2 separate regions of the Anas platyrhynchos genome follow, and region 2 is linked to region 1. A link is a contact called in public Hi-C data. All regions are on one chromosome and are shown on one strand. Each heading gives the region's core, a stretch centred on a gene start, on an enhancer-like site or on the middle of the called end of the contact. The rest is flanking DNA. Distances are from core to core; before and after follow the strand shown.

Region 1 (7,200 bases), core at 1,227-3,726:
CTGCCTCAGCTCAAAGCTCTCCCCGAAGTCATCAGGATCTCTGCTCTGAACCTGATGCTGCCACTGGGCATGAGGAAAACCCCAAGACAGGCAGCTATGAGAGGTGTCTGCACCTCAGCAGACTGTGCCTGGCTCGTGGGAGGCCCTGCCTCATTGCTGATGCTCGCCTCCTCTGCTTTTGGGAATTGCGTTTTGCTGTAGAGTGTGACCACCAGGGTTTGCTGATGCAGCACCTGGAAACAGAAGAGCTGGGGCACAGGGACATATTTGTGATTTGGGATTATTTCCTGAGCACTTCCCCCTGCTAGGTGCGCTCACACTGAGCCTGTCCATAAAGGTGTGGGACAGGAGGTGAGCGGTGAGGTGGGTGAGTTTGTTAATGGCAGTTTGTTAACTACCCACCATAGTAAAGACAACAGATGACTGAAAAAATGGAGAAGTGGATTACGAGGCTGCAGGCAGGAGAGGAACCAGGCTGAGCGTAGGTAGATGTGACATGGTACTCGCAGGGAAAAATAGCCTTGGTGTCCCCCTTTCAACACCAACATGCTGGGATTGCTTTCATGGAAATATCAACTCAGTGCTTGTCAGCAAGGAAAAAAGACAGCCAAATGTTAGGAATTAAAAGGGAAACACAGTGATAGCAACCAGGACTGTGCCCAGGACACCCCAACACAAAGTGATTTAGGCACAGCTCTATAGCACGAGTGGGACCATCCCAGCATCTCCCAGGCTTTACCCGAGATTTCCTCTCCCCACAAAACTTGCACCGCTTGAGTCAACGCAGATTTTGATGTCAATGTCCTTAAATTGTTTGTCTCTGTTTGCAACAGGCTTGTATTGATTTAGGTTAATTTGGTTACCAAAAAAGGGTTGCACTGATTGCTCTAAATGGATTAAATAGTGATTTCAGTTAAACTGGTGGCAGGCTGGTGTGTAGACAGGGCCTGGAGCTTTGTAAGCTAATGACTTGGCAGTAATACAACAAGGCTTTTTTAGACAGCTGAGACCAAGCTGTTGTTTTAAATCTAAGACCGTAAGTGTTACTATTCTGGTAAATTGTCCCCAAACAGGAAAATTTTCCAGCAAGTTGGGCTCCTGGCAAATCTCTTTACTAACTCTTACCTTTCTGACAAGAATTTGACAAGTACTCTTAATGTAAATGGATTTTGGACTGAATCCAAATGCAAAACATGGGAAATTTCCGTTTTTTAGACAAGGTTCTCTGATTTTCGTTCACCTTCCCAGCCTGCTAATTTTTTCACATTTCTGGAAATGGAAAAAAAAAAAAGTTTTCATTTTTTATAACAATTCCGATGGTTTGAAAAAAAGTGTAACTGAGGTCACCTCCTGCCAACACCAGAGAACCTTTTTCCCAGATGAGACCTGTGAGGAGAACAAGTTCAGGAGCAGCCACTCTTTTCTTCATTCAAGAAGGAGCTAGGGTGAGGTTAGTCCTTGGTCATTAAACCTTTTGTGCCCCGTACTATCTCAATGGGAAGAAAACCCTGTCTCTGCATAAAGTGCCTCCTATCTGCCTCTGAACCAGCTGCCTGAGCTTCTGCCAAGTGAATCTGCCTTCACAGGTCTTTTCTGTACCAACGTGCAAATCCCATTTGGCATTAGTGATTCATCTGCTTTCTTTGTTGATGTTTTTGACTCCAGGTTGGGACTGAAATGTGAACAGCACGGGACTCCAGTCCAATGATAACTGCACCTTGGCTCTCCTTGATTTGCAGGGAAGCCTACTGAGATACTAAATAAGCCTTTGCTCAGAAAATCCCAGTGCAGCAGGTCAGCTCTGATCCTTTCCTGTTTTAGGCAGAGAATATTATGAAACCTCAAGCAGAAAGCCAGTGGTAAGAACAAGGGGAGACTCCATGCTTCAGAGGAAAGTTGAAGGCTGCCTACAGGACACCAATTGCAGGCCAGGAATCTGCGTGAGGAGTAAGCCTATTTGTCCTCCTGGTTTGCCATCAGGTGGTATCCGAGCTCCTTCCAGACTGCTTCAAAGTTGTTCTAGGCTGACACCACAAAACCCTGTCCATGAGGGATGCTGTACCCTAGAACAGTGAATAATGGGATCACAGAATGGTTTGGGTGGGAAGGGACCTTACAGATCACCTGGTTCCAGCCCCCTGCCGTGGGCATTGACACCTCCCACCAGACCAGGTTGCCCAAAGCCCCATCCAGCCTGGCCTTGAGCACCTCCAGGGATGGGGCATCCACAGCTCCTCTGGGCAGCCTGTGCCAGTGCCTCACCACCCTCCCATGTGCCTCCCTGTGCTATGAATCATAAACTCCCAGATCAGAACAGCCAGCAAGGGGATACAAAGCTCACAGTGAGCAAAAGAATACCCCACAAAATCCTTCTTTATACTTCTCTGAGCCTCTTCCACGGAACAATTAGTGGATGCTCTTGTTTTGAACTCCATGACTCACTCTTGCAATTCAGCTGTGGTTTGCGCTCACCCAATCGCTTAACGCAGCGCAGGGAAATAGGCAATTGTGAGAATTTCCTCTGATTCTGTGGCATGTTACACTGCAGCGCCACGCGCTCGCAGGGCGGCTGTTTGCATCGCACATGTGCTGCCTCACCCTTCAGGCAGTGCTTCCTCGTGGCATCAGTGGTCAGAAAGTGTTAGAGAGAAAGTGCATTTCACTGTGTTTACAGGACTTTACAACTAGGCTTGCACGCACACCACTGTTGTCAATGGTCTGTAACAGTTAGGCTGTGGCTTGGCTCTGGTAGACTTTTATTTCCACCCGTGTATCTTCTTTGTCTGTGTGTCTGCATGCGTGCGCGTACTCGCAAAAGCCCCATTAAAGGTAATAGGCTCTATTAAAGTGATTATGCCGGCTAATGTCTCCCACACTCCTTTCTGCTAACCATATTCAGCTTTGTCAGTTAACAGCATATTTACTGTTATGAAGTAGTAAGTGATTTTTAATCACTTCCCGTAACATACACACTCGTGTAACTTTCCAACTACCTCGTAGATACGAAGGACGCTTCAGCAATTGAAGTAAAAGTGTTTTCCAAAGATTCCCTGCACCCACAGAGTGTGTTTGGAGGCTTCCCTGTGCTTACCTTGCCTTGGTCACGCTGTGATAATTTTGGCAGCAGAGCAAGGAAAACGCCCTCAATAATTTGCCAACATTTTTCATATCTTAAAGAGAACAAAACCATAAAACCATGGTGTACCGCTGGTACCACACATCAGAAACCTTGCCCTGTGTCCATCAAAAGATGCTGTAATGGTGGAGAGGTTATTTCACTGGCTCCCAAGGGCTAAATTCGTGCTGGGAATGAGAACAGCAGGAGTTGCCTGAATGGGGTGAGCTGCTGCATCCTTCACAGAGAGCTCCCTCCAGCCCCAGGATGGATGAGCCGGGGACTACAGTGGCCATGGGCAGCCACTGTTCCTCTGAGAGAGTTTTGGGGTGAGGCCCAGGTTTCTTACTTGTTTCTGCCTTTTTTTTTTTTTTTCCTGCTTTTGACTTGCCCTTGCTTGACCTCCTCTCTCAGACACTTTCTCTCACAGCTGTTTCCGTTCTGCAGCTGCTTTTGCTCTTACCACTCATCTTCGTTTTGTTCCATTTCTCCCCTTTTTCCTCTTTTGACTTCCCTGTTTCTCTCACTTTTCCCTCTTACTGCCCAACCACTCACCACATTTTCCCTTGCAGACAATTTCCCAAGGGCTCAACCACAGCAGCTCCGTTTGCATGGCCATTTGCACAACCCAGAGGTTCTTGGCTGAGGAACATTATCTTCCTTGGCTCCATCTATGGTCCTTGGGGATGGACAGGAACCTCCCTCCAGAAGGTGCTTCAGCCTCTAAAGGTGTTGAAGGAACTCACAAAGTCTCTGCTCTCCTGACACAGACTGATGGTAACACAGATGTATTAGGAGTTTGCACCTGCAGAAGAGCAGCAGACTTGCTGTCAGCACCTTGTAGCAACTTTCCCCCACCCCAAAGCCTTGTCTCTGTGCTACGGATAAGGCATTTGGTCCTATGATCAGGACCAAATTCAGATGAGCATTTTCAGCCCTGTTCCGTTTTCGCTCTAAAAATAGGCCTAATGTAAGGAATAGGGAAATAAGAGTGAAAAGGGAAGCACAACTTTGATTCTTACCCAACCGCTTTAAAAGCAGGCATCTGCACAGCTTCAGTAGCTTTCCACCAGGAGAAGGTCTCCCAGGGGCTGGCTTCCACATCTTAAATGGAGCCAAGTTTAGTCTTTTCTGTGGCAAATCTCTCAGGAACGGTGAACTCCAAATACAGCCTTATTTCCATCCAGACATCCATTCCCAGAGAGACTTTTTCTGTTCACTGTGACCGAGAAAATACATGAGACACTCTAACAACCATCACAGAGTATCTGTGCAGGCACCCTGCTCTATCCCGAGGTTGCAGACAAGCTGCTCTGTGGTAAAGGTTTCTTCTGTGGGTAGGAATCTGGTCCCACTACCTGCCTATGAGACGTTGCCAGTGTCTTTCCAAGGGTTTCACCCTGAGTCTGGGTCACAGCTTTTGTTACCAGCTGACCCAGCAATGCAAAAATCTGTCAAAGTCCCATACCCTTCCCTCCCTGTGCATCTCTGCCCTCCCATCTCATTTAAATATGAGAGGGACTGCCTGGGGGCATGGGATGAGGTCCCTTGTCCCCAGGGCAGGCATGGCTCGGTGGGACCCTTATCCCTTCTCTGCAAGTCACTGGTGGGGGGAAGTCTGAGTCCACATTCCCATGTTCCTTGGTGCAGATAGATAGCTCTCAGGAGTATTTTTGGTTAATTTTATTACTGACCGCAGGAAATGATGTGACATGTGGCCTCACATCTGACCAAGGGGGCTGTTCTGGCATGGATGCACAGCTCTCCCCCTCTGCCATCCCGTGTGCAGCTGCCCTGGTGGCTTTGGTAATCAATTTTTTTATTAGCCTGTTAAGCCAAATGCTGGCACTGAGCCACCGGCAAGTTATAAAGCTGGCCAAATAATTGGAATAATAATTCACTCCCATGGAAAGCGATCCATTTAAAGGTGTTGTGTATTTCCTGAATGGAAATGAATCCCTTCTAAGGGTTTGGTTTAGATTAGTTCACTGCATGGTTTACTTGAGCCCTATTATTTTACCAGTGATACATAAATTAGGTTCATAAATACGGTGATAGGGCTGGACCTTGGCGGTGCTAGGAGATAGTGCTGTGCATTAATGTATATTATAAATATGGAGTTTGAAAACCTAACAAGCCCCGCTGGCAGACTTCCATGTATTATCTCACAATAATTGCTTCCAGCCAGTAGACATTTTTTTGTACTGCAGAAGACAGGTTATTTATATTATATATTTAGCCTAAAACTGTAATAACATCCTCTGGCAAAGGTGTTATCTGATGGCGTCTGAAATGAAACCAGCTTTCCTATTTCCAGGCATTAACAAGTGACAATCTTTGTGTCATCTCATGGCATTTCCTGAATTTGTGAACAAAATGAGGAGGATTTTTTAATTCATATCGTTTATTTCTTAAAAAGCAAAGATCTATTTTCAACAAGCAGGTTTCCCAGAATTGTTACGTGTGGTTTGTACCACCGACCAAAAAATATTTCCTTTACGATTCTAATCAGGCAGAAACAACAGCTCTGCTAGCAGGACTGGCTCTTGGTTTAGCCCAGTCAGAAAAATACCTGTGACCAACAAGGCACATGGAGGTCACAGAAGAGAATGTGTTTTTTCCTGTTGCCTCAGAAATGTCTGGATGCCTGCTACACCGCCCACAGCACATTCTCAGGCAAGTGCTGAGTAGTGAGGATGTGAAGTCAGCAGTCAGGGAGACCTAAAGGTATTGTTTTGGGCATTTTAGGCAGAGTCTTGGTGATGGGATGGGCTCGTTTCTTGATGTAGCTCTTCCATCTGCTGGTGAGGACAAGGAATGAGAAAGTGGGAGATCTAGGGAATTGAAAAAATGCAGCTGTCCAAGGAGAAATATTACAGAATGAGAGTCTGCACGGTGCAGTGTGAGACTTAGTGCTATTCAATGTTTTTATTAATGTCTGAGAGTAAACATAACATTTCTGCTGAGAAACTGGATAGTGAAAACACTTGCCAAGTAGCAAATAAAGATGAGAACAAGAATCACGCAGAGTGGCCCGGCCTGCTCGGTAGGGAGCCCATCCAGGCAAGTGATGTCTCAGTGCAGCTCTAAGATCCCTTGCTAAATTAAATACCTGAAGAGAAGGAATACAGGCTGTACTTACAGGAGGTGAGTTTTGGAGGCTAAGCAGTGACTCTGAAACACTTTAGAAAGGTCAGAACAGAGAAGCAACTCGGTAGGAGCTCCCAGTGTGGTGGAAGATAAGGTGTTGACCGTCTTTGGATACACAATTGGTGAGAAGTGGGTAGGGATCAAAAGCCCTACATGAAACCATTGCTGGAATACATGTCCTGCTGGAGTGTTCCCACTTAAAAAGAGCACTGAAGGGTTTTCTGACAGCACATCAAAGACCCACAGAAGTAAGTCAAGAACTAGTAAAAAAGGCCTTTCATCAGCAGCAGTAGAGTTCACTTTATTTAGATAGAAGAAGAAGATATTAGTCTTCATCACCAGGGGTATAAACACTGCTATTGGGATAAAATCCCAGGGTGGGATTTGACTGCTTAAACGTGCTCACTTATAGCATGTTAGATGCCAGAATTCTGCCTCCCTTCTCCTCTGGGCAGAGGGAAAGATTAAATAAATGCCAATCTTGCATCCAGGAGTCTGCTGGATATGCCATAAGCTCAGAGTTAGGCACTACCTGTGCTCCCTGTACAAAGCCCTTCAATCCTTCTCTTTCAGTGAGTTTCCTGAAAGGCAGAGCAGCAAAAAATAAAAAATAAATTAAAAATTGCAGTTATTGCTAACATAGTCACGTTCAGCCAGAGGATAACCTGCAGCCTCTAGTGTAAGGATGGCCCCAGTACAGTCACACATGGATCAAGGGCTTCAGGTTGGATTTGAAGTCAGACTATGTCATCCAGCTAGAGACAAATTACACTGGGCTTTCAATCATCTCTCCGTAGTCCTGCACTTGTACTCATTGCATTTCTGGCATTCAGGTCCTTGTCTGGTAGGGAAGATGTGTCTGGTGTTGCTTTACATGTCTGCACCTTTAATATCATGCATTTTTGCTTAAATCATTTAAATGCTCCTACAGACAT
Region 2 (7,731 bases), core at 4,760-7,259, 310 kb before region 1:
AAAGAATGACAGAAAATCTCTGTTCCTACACTAGTTTTTCCTGTCATTTTAAGCCTCTGTTGTTAGATGTGGCTGCCAAAGCCAGATTTTGCGATGCACAAAACCCCGCTGAGTGGCACAATCGAGGAGCTGCTCTGTTCTGCGCAGACAGGCTGCAGGCCAGCGAGGAATTCAGAGCCAATGGCGTCACTGGCAGGGACGGTATGGAAGGGCCTCAGAACAGCACTGGATATTTCCTGAGGTGCTTCAGATTTTGTTCTGAAAGCAGAGTGGTATTGGAGATTTCATATTAAATTCCTCAAATGGACACCATACACTAACAGCAATTTACGGATAGATTCCTAATTCCTACCAAAATCCTATTAGGCCAGACAACTTTAAGAGGGATTTTCTCCTACAGAAAAATCATTTGGATAGATGATGATTCAATACCTGCTTGCTTGGTAGAGAAAAAAAAAAAAAAAAAAAAAAAGCTTCCATCTGCCAAAGCAGCAAACCTGTTTTCTAATGTGGAACTCGAAAGTGCAGTTTCATACTGTAATCAAGTGAATTGTAAAGAAGAGAAGTGTTTTAGTCTCCTACAGAGTGGAAAAAGCCAAGCCCTCTATTAAAAATTTTATACCAGAAAATCTTTCACAATACACAGACTCGTACAGTAAGGAAAGTAACGCTTTGCAGTTATGTTCACAGGGGTACTTCTATCACTTGAAATGATTTTATGTCAATTGTTCAAAAGAGCAAAAGGCTCTGTATCAGACTTCACGTTAATAGCTTACCCACAAGCACCGGATAACACGTTTCAGGAAACCTGGAATGCTTTATACATGTAATCACCAGCAAGGAAGGACAAGAAAAAGCATTTGCCAATAACAGAAGTCACAAATATCCATATTTAATGAGTTCAGAGCTTTTTAAAGTTCTGAGCCCAAACTATCAATGAGTAAGGTAATACCAGGTAAGAAGAGGGAAAATATTTTTTCAGTTTGTTGTTGTGGAACTTCTTTCTTACAGCGTCATTCTGCATGATAATAGCAACCATATCAATAACGTGTTTATAACTTTCTCTGTTTGATTTAGGACATGAAACATCTTCTCTTTGAACTGTGTGGATGTCTCAGAAAATGCAGCACTGTTCAGAAACAGAAACTGAATGAGACAGGCTAAAGAAGCTATGTGCCCACACTGTAACTCATACTCAGGAAAACCTTCCATGTATTAATTCTGTGCAATTTCACTGAACACAACTCATATCCTAGTGTTTGTACCATTGCTTATTGTTCTAGTTTTTCTTTTTGGCCTCCTCTCCCAGAGGAATTCAGTTATTTCGTTTACAGCTTGCTTTTATTTATTCATTTTTGTGATTGACAAAGAAGCTCTGAGCTCCGACATTCCAGTCAGCTGCCAAGGCTGTCACCCTAGAGAAGCTTTTCTTATTAGCTCTGTTGTTCCTCGTTCATGGAGAAGCTGAAAAGAAACATCATTCCCATGCTAAAAACGCTTGCTATCATGCTGGTTACTAAAACGATCTAGAAAAGTTAAAGCATTCTGCCTGTAAATAATGTCTTCATTATGTAGAAAGGATTTTGAAAGAAAACTAACTCTGCGCCAGAAGGAAAAAGGGTTACAAGACATTCACTAGAGAAAGCATGAAGAACGATAGCATAGCCCGGCTGTTTAAGGAAACAAGGCAGTACAAGGAGTCAACTTACTCCCCTCTGTGAGCTACATGCCCCACCTGATCCCGCACTGCACACAGTGCCAGGGAGCAAAGCAGCTGGACGGATCCTGGCTTCCTAGCACAGGTGAAAAGGACTGAGTAAAACCACGGCTCCACCCCAAAGCAGCGCCAGCAGCCCAACTGCTGTACGCCAGGGGAAGGAGAAGGGAGACAATGGTGGGCTTTGACCCAACCACCATGGCAGATCAAAACCAGAAGGACGATGTGGAAACCACCCCAGGCCATCCAACCTCCTTCTCCATCTGAAGCTTACTCCAGCAGAAGGAATAATTGAGCTGCTTCTGAACTACTGCAGCCTAGTCTTTAAAATGTAATGTGAAATGAATTGTTTTCTATACTCTTCCTAATATAGGAGGGGAAAAAAGACCAACTTACATCTTCAGTCACAGCTCAGGCTTCTACCAACTGCCTGAGAAAGACTAGAACATACATTCATTAATGCTGACCCTTTGGAAACTCACATTCATACCAATTAAAAAAGTTTCCTGATAGTTAGACACCTTTGATTTTGCATCAGTCTGCATAAGGAAAGAGTGCTCTGAAGCACTCCTACTAGCATATGCTGTTCTCTCCACATGAGGGGAAAGAGGAGCTATTCTCCCTGCTGACCCCTTTCTCCAGCAGTAAGGATTTCCAAGATAAACAGGTAGAACCGATATACTTGGCTCTGTTCCAGTTGGCACAGAGACTGCTTGGAAGAGGGCAGCTTTGCTTTGTGACCTGAGCAATAAAAAATAAGCTTTGAAATAAACTGAAGACCGTGGTGACAAATGCAAAGACCATCTGAGAAGCGTGTGTGGAAAGGGAAGGGAGGGAGGACAAGGAGAAAAGCATGAATCAAGTTGCCTAGACCAAGAAGAAACACTTTTGGATGAACAGAAACATCTCTGACAGTGACAGATTGAAAAACTCATGACCAGACTGGCAGCTGTAGATATTCATGGAGAAAACAGAAGGAAGTAGGGACTGAAGAGATTTGAGTGGAATCTAACACAACACATTCTCTCAAAGGTAGTACAGCTTTTCCTCTAGCCCTCTACCATTCAAAATCCAAAGGTCCCTTTTATTTACCTGTGAAGGATAAGCCATTTAAAAATCAGTCCATATTTATCACCATGTGAAAACGCTTAAGTTTTGCGCTGGGAAGCAGGAGGAAGCCTGCATGTGTTCATAGTTACTATCTGTGCAGAGGCCACTGCATCTCAGAAAGCATGAGTTATTCAAAGGCAAATTACGTTTATAAGAGATTTGTTTCCACTGTTACAGCAGACGCACATTTTACAGTGACCCTCCTTTCCCAAAAGAAGCAGTAAAAAGTTCTTCCTAAGTTTAGTCTCAAAATTCATGGAGTTTTCTCTTCACAATTACTTTGGTTTTGTTCCTGGCACCTTGTAAGGGAAAGAAATTGATTGTGTAGGATCATACTACAGCAGTGGAAGGAAATCCCAACTTGTTCCAATATATACCTCAACCGAGTATCCTGCCAGTCTCCTTTTACCACTCCAAACAGAGCTAAAAGCTGGGGGAGGATGGAACAGCACACACTGAAAGAGCAAAATCTCAAATATAATCTTTATTAATTATTCATTTTATTATACTCTGCTTCCCAGAGCAAACTTTGAGCCATTATATTCCCATGCTAAAACACCATAGAAAGGTGAGACAGCTCTATTTTGGTGATATATTTGCAATAAACCACAGTTGGATGTTTGTCCGATTAAACCTTATTTGACTTAGAAGTACCATAAAGTCTACTTTCTCCCAGTAGAAGAAACATGCAAGCAAAAGATTCAAAAAATCATAAGCAGATAAGCAGTATCTGTCTATTTCACAATCTGTTCCAGAACCTGGCACTCAAGTTCTACAGGTCTCCAGCCTCCAGGGCCCCACAGGTAGTGATATCAAGCTAGCAAAGCATTGCAGACAATATTAAATTCACTCTCAGATTTAATTCAGTTACAACTTTTCATTCCCCACTGCTACTAACGTGACAACTCGCGGGCAACAGGTCCACTGCCATGCAAGGTTTGTTTCCACCACCCCCAATACTCTGAGCATATGCTTAAAGATCATTTGCATTCATGAAGACAGTCCAAGGAGCCTGGACAGCATCTCATCCAAAGGCTCAGAAAGAGATTAATGAAATAAAATGGTGAAACTGATATGGAGAAGGCTGTATCTTAAAGGCAGCTGGCAACAGTAAGAAAGAAGCATCCTTAATCATAGGACCATGACTTCAACTACAGGTAATTTACAATACTGATATTAAAGCAGAAGTCCTGCAAAGATCTTCCAGAAGCAATGGAATTGAGCAAAGCAATTACAGTTTTCAAATCAAAGCTGAGAGTAAAACAACAGAATTGGCTATGTAAAGCAGTTTTATTAGGCAGGAAAAAAAAAATCTTTGGGAAAAAACAACCACTGTAAAATTAGAATTTCAAGAGTAATTCTGAGCAACCTCAGAGGCTTGCCAAATGATTCTGATACCCGATATATCCTGGAAAGGAAGAGGGTTAAGCAAATTTCTTCTAAATAACTTTTGGAAAAATACCGTCTGTACTGCTTTCTCAGCAAGCCAAAACATTTACTTAGATTCTTCTAATTATGAAGTGCTATATATAGCTATTCTGCAGTAAACTATCCCAACTGTTCCGGAGAATTACAAAAAAGAAAGGGGAAATACAACATTTACATGTAGTTAGCACACGGACCACACTCTCTCATGATGCTGAACAGACAACGCACAGTCCCCAAAATAATGGCAACCCAACCAAAGCTGTTAAATCTAAAACTGACCCTTAGTCGAGATGTGGCAACTAGCCTTTAAAAGCTTCTGGACCTTTTAATGTAAGAATGAAGGCAATTGAAACTGTTGTTTTACACAAATCTGATTTACCTTTCCTTTGTTCAGGTCTAGGAAATGACGAGTGAAATCATTAAGAGGGGAGACAGAGATAAACATTACACTCCATCCCATCAGAAGGGATGAGGGTCATCAAATAAAACTGGCCATCAAGCAGAACTCCTCAGAAAACAAGGAGAGAGCCTTCTGCAGAACAGATGGCCTATGTGGGGAGCTCCCTGCCAAAGGATGCTGTGAATGCAAATTTGCTGGAGTTCAAGAAAAGACTGCGCAAGTTCATTGAAGAAAGAGCCACCGAGGGCTTCTCAACAGAAACCATACTCAGCTCGTGGAAATTTCAAGTTGAAAATAGCTGGAGAACATCAAGGAAATGATCACATGTACTTGCCCTGCTCTTAGCCTCTTTTCAAAGCATCAACAGGACACTGCAAAAATAGATACTAGTTACTATCATGGTCTAGTTACTATCTAACTATCTAGTTACTATCATAGCATAGGCACTGGTAAGTTCTATGTTATGCCATAACTTAGTTTTTACTACTCCATCTGCTCTAAATCTTGGCACTCACATATTCTAGTTCTGAATGTCTGTAGCTTATTTATGTACACACAGAACAAACACTGAAACTCAGAAGAAAAATACACACAAAAAAAATAAATAAATGAAATAACCCACAACAGCTGCAGACCTTCAAGTTTAAGGTCGCATTTTCTAGAACACCAAAACAATCGGAAAGCACCAAGAGTCACAGCAGGCTTACAATTGCTATTTTGCATCACTGGAACAATACAAAAAGTGTTGAAATGTACTTGTTAAGATACAGGGTGAAAATATGGGCTTGCAAAGCAGGCAGGCTGAAGAGGAGCACTGCTGGCACTCTGTCCTCTCTGGCTGTCCGCCCATCTGCCTGTTCAGAGACCACCAGAAGAGCACAGGAGCGATCCCAGTTCTTGCTCAGACCACGAACAACCGGTTCCAACTCTTTACCTAAACCAGCGAGGCACAACTCGCTGCTCTGGCTTCTGAAAACACAGAAACCACCGGCCCCTGAAAGCACCCAGCAGGAACAACGGGGCCGGTACTCCCCTAACGAGCCCTCCTGCTGCCCCTCACAGCTGGCCGAGCCCCACACGGCTCCCACCGAGCCCACCGGTTCCTGACCGTGCCCCTGCCCCTGCCCCTGCCCTACCCACCGCTAGGCTCGGGCCCCGGCGGCCCCCAGCCCCCTCGCATCCCCCCCGGCTCCTACCGTAGCTCTCGGACATGGCGGCCTGCGACATGCCGGAGCGCCCCGTCCCCCGCCGGGCCCGGGCAGGGCGCTGCCGCCGGGCCGGGAGGGACGCGGCCGGGCCCCGCCGCCCAGCCCCGCCTCGCCCCGCCTCGCCTCAGCTCCGCCCGCAACGGCCGCAACGGCCCCGCTGCGCACGCGCCCTCAGCCCCGCGCCATGGCGGGCGGGCGCCGCCTCAGTGACGAGCAGCCGAACACCTCAGCCGTCCCACAGCCTCTCCCCTTTTGGGGTGCTTAATGTCACGCCGTCCACAAACCCCTAATGATTACGGAAATAAACTGATTTTGTTAATTGCTAAAAATGTCATGCTACGTCAGTATGGGAACAGGGGGGTCTGGACACCTTGCTCTGTACAAACAGGATTTGAGGTTAAAAGACCTTACATCAGTCTTGTCTGATCAACCTTAGATCGGTCTTGTCTGATCAAATTGAGCTTGCCTCTACGGAGGTGATGTTTGGTAAATGTTGTACTAATGCCATGCTCCTCTGCCTCCAGCCACTCCCAATCAGTTAATGTGCACATGCCCGTAAAATACATGAAAAATTGAAAGCTTTCTATAAAACCTTTTAGTAGTATTGAAGAGAAAGACAGGGGGTGGATGGACAGAAAAAGATCGGGGAAAAAAAAAAAAGGAAACACAAATAGGATCAGGTGTTTCAGTATTTCTGTTTTGATGAGGAAATGAAAACAAAGTAATATTCAGAAATAACGAAGAAAGCGTGAACTAGGTTGGAAAATACAATGCTGATATCTCCACAATTTGCAAATATAGGCTACTGTATTTCAATTAAAACATTGTTTTTGAGTAAGCAAAAAGTAAATAGCAAGAAGTGACCTCACTGTTGTCCATCTGTAGTATAAGGGTGAAGAAAACCAAAAGCCAAATGTTTAATTTGTCTTCTGGTTTATGGTTTCTGTTGCTTACACCTGCTAGAAAGTTCCTTCTCACATAAAAAGCGGATGTGTCATGTCAAACTGTGTCTGCAGATCAGACATTTAAATACTATCATTTGTTCCTCAAATTAGTTTCACCACAATTATTGTACCTATATACTTGGTTATGGTCGTAAAGGTCATGCCGAGGTTTCTCTAAAAATGCTAATCTCATTTGTTTTACTAGTTTTTACAAACCAGATTCCTACAATATCAGTGTCTGATACCTTAGGAATGGAGAAAGACCACAAGGTCTCCTCAGAGGCAGACCCAGGATGGAGGATTCTGCAAAAGCTCCTTCTTCCAAACAAAAACAACCTGACTTACGGGATTTTGTGGATTTAGACAGGGCTTTAATGACCTAGCATTGCAATTGACCAGATCCTTCCCTTTTTCTTTTTGCCCTATCCAGGGAAACAAAATTGAGTCTGGATCTGAAGCTGAGCCGCATTTTGGTTTCCCCTTCACTGGAGGCTGAGGGCTGCTGGTTGGGCCTGGAGTGCAGCCAGAGTTGGGACGGACTGTTAGTTGTGAGAGTGATAGGATGTGTCTTGGTTTAGTCTGAAGGTGGCACTACAAGGCCATCTGAGAAAGGCACTGCAGTAACGTGACGCTGCATGTGTGTTTTCTCCATCATTTGGGGCTGCACAGCATGCGGTCCCACCTGAGAGGTTCAGGTAAAATGGGGAACAGGGCGCTCTGCCTCGCTGTCCTGCTCCTTGTGTGCTGGGTATGGAAAACATCCCAGTGCTTGGGGAAGCTGCAGGCTTCAGCTGGACATGAAGCAGCAATGAATTTGGCTCCAGCAACAGAAATGAAATACAAAGATTGATGCACTGCGAAACCTCTGAGATTTGCGTGACCTCCTTGTAGTCAGTGTTGCTGGCCAGCTGACTTCATCTGAAA

The links. Hi-C and Micro-C count contacts between places; a contact is called where the count stands out from the background.
Region 2: a contact with region 1 is called in a Hi-C map of subcutaneous adipose tissue, with 3 times the contacts expected there. The contact joins the promoter of RAB4A here to the enhancer-like site in region 1. A contact is called at or near these places in 3 of 8 Hi-C or Micro-C datasets (liver, skeletal muscle and subcutaneous adipose tissue).

The regions. Positions count from the first base shown.
Region 1 is chr3:44,238,422-44,245,621 of IASCAAS_PekinDuck_T2T, reverse strand. No RefSeq gene overlaps it. Among named protein-coding and RNA genes, the nearest start is that of DISC1, 9.6 kb to the right of the region's middle. Within about 2 kb of position 2,476, at least 2 of the 8 cell types and tissues checked have an H3K27ac peak or open chromatin away from gene starts, as enhancers often do. A contact at or near this core is called in subcutaneous adipose tissue, where this site is marked.
Region 2 is chr3:44,552,799-44,560,529 of IASCAAS_PekinDuck_T2T, reverse strand. RAB4A (RAB4A, member RAS oncogene family) reads right to left here and starts at 6,009. Exons shown (of 8, transcript XM_027454167.3): 1 at 5,852-6,009. The coding sequence starts at 5,882.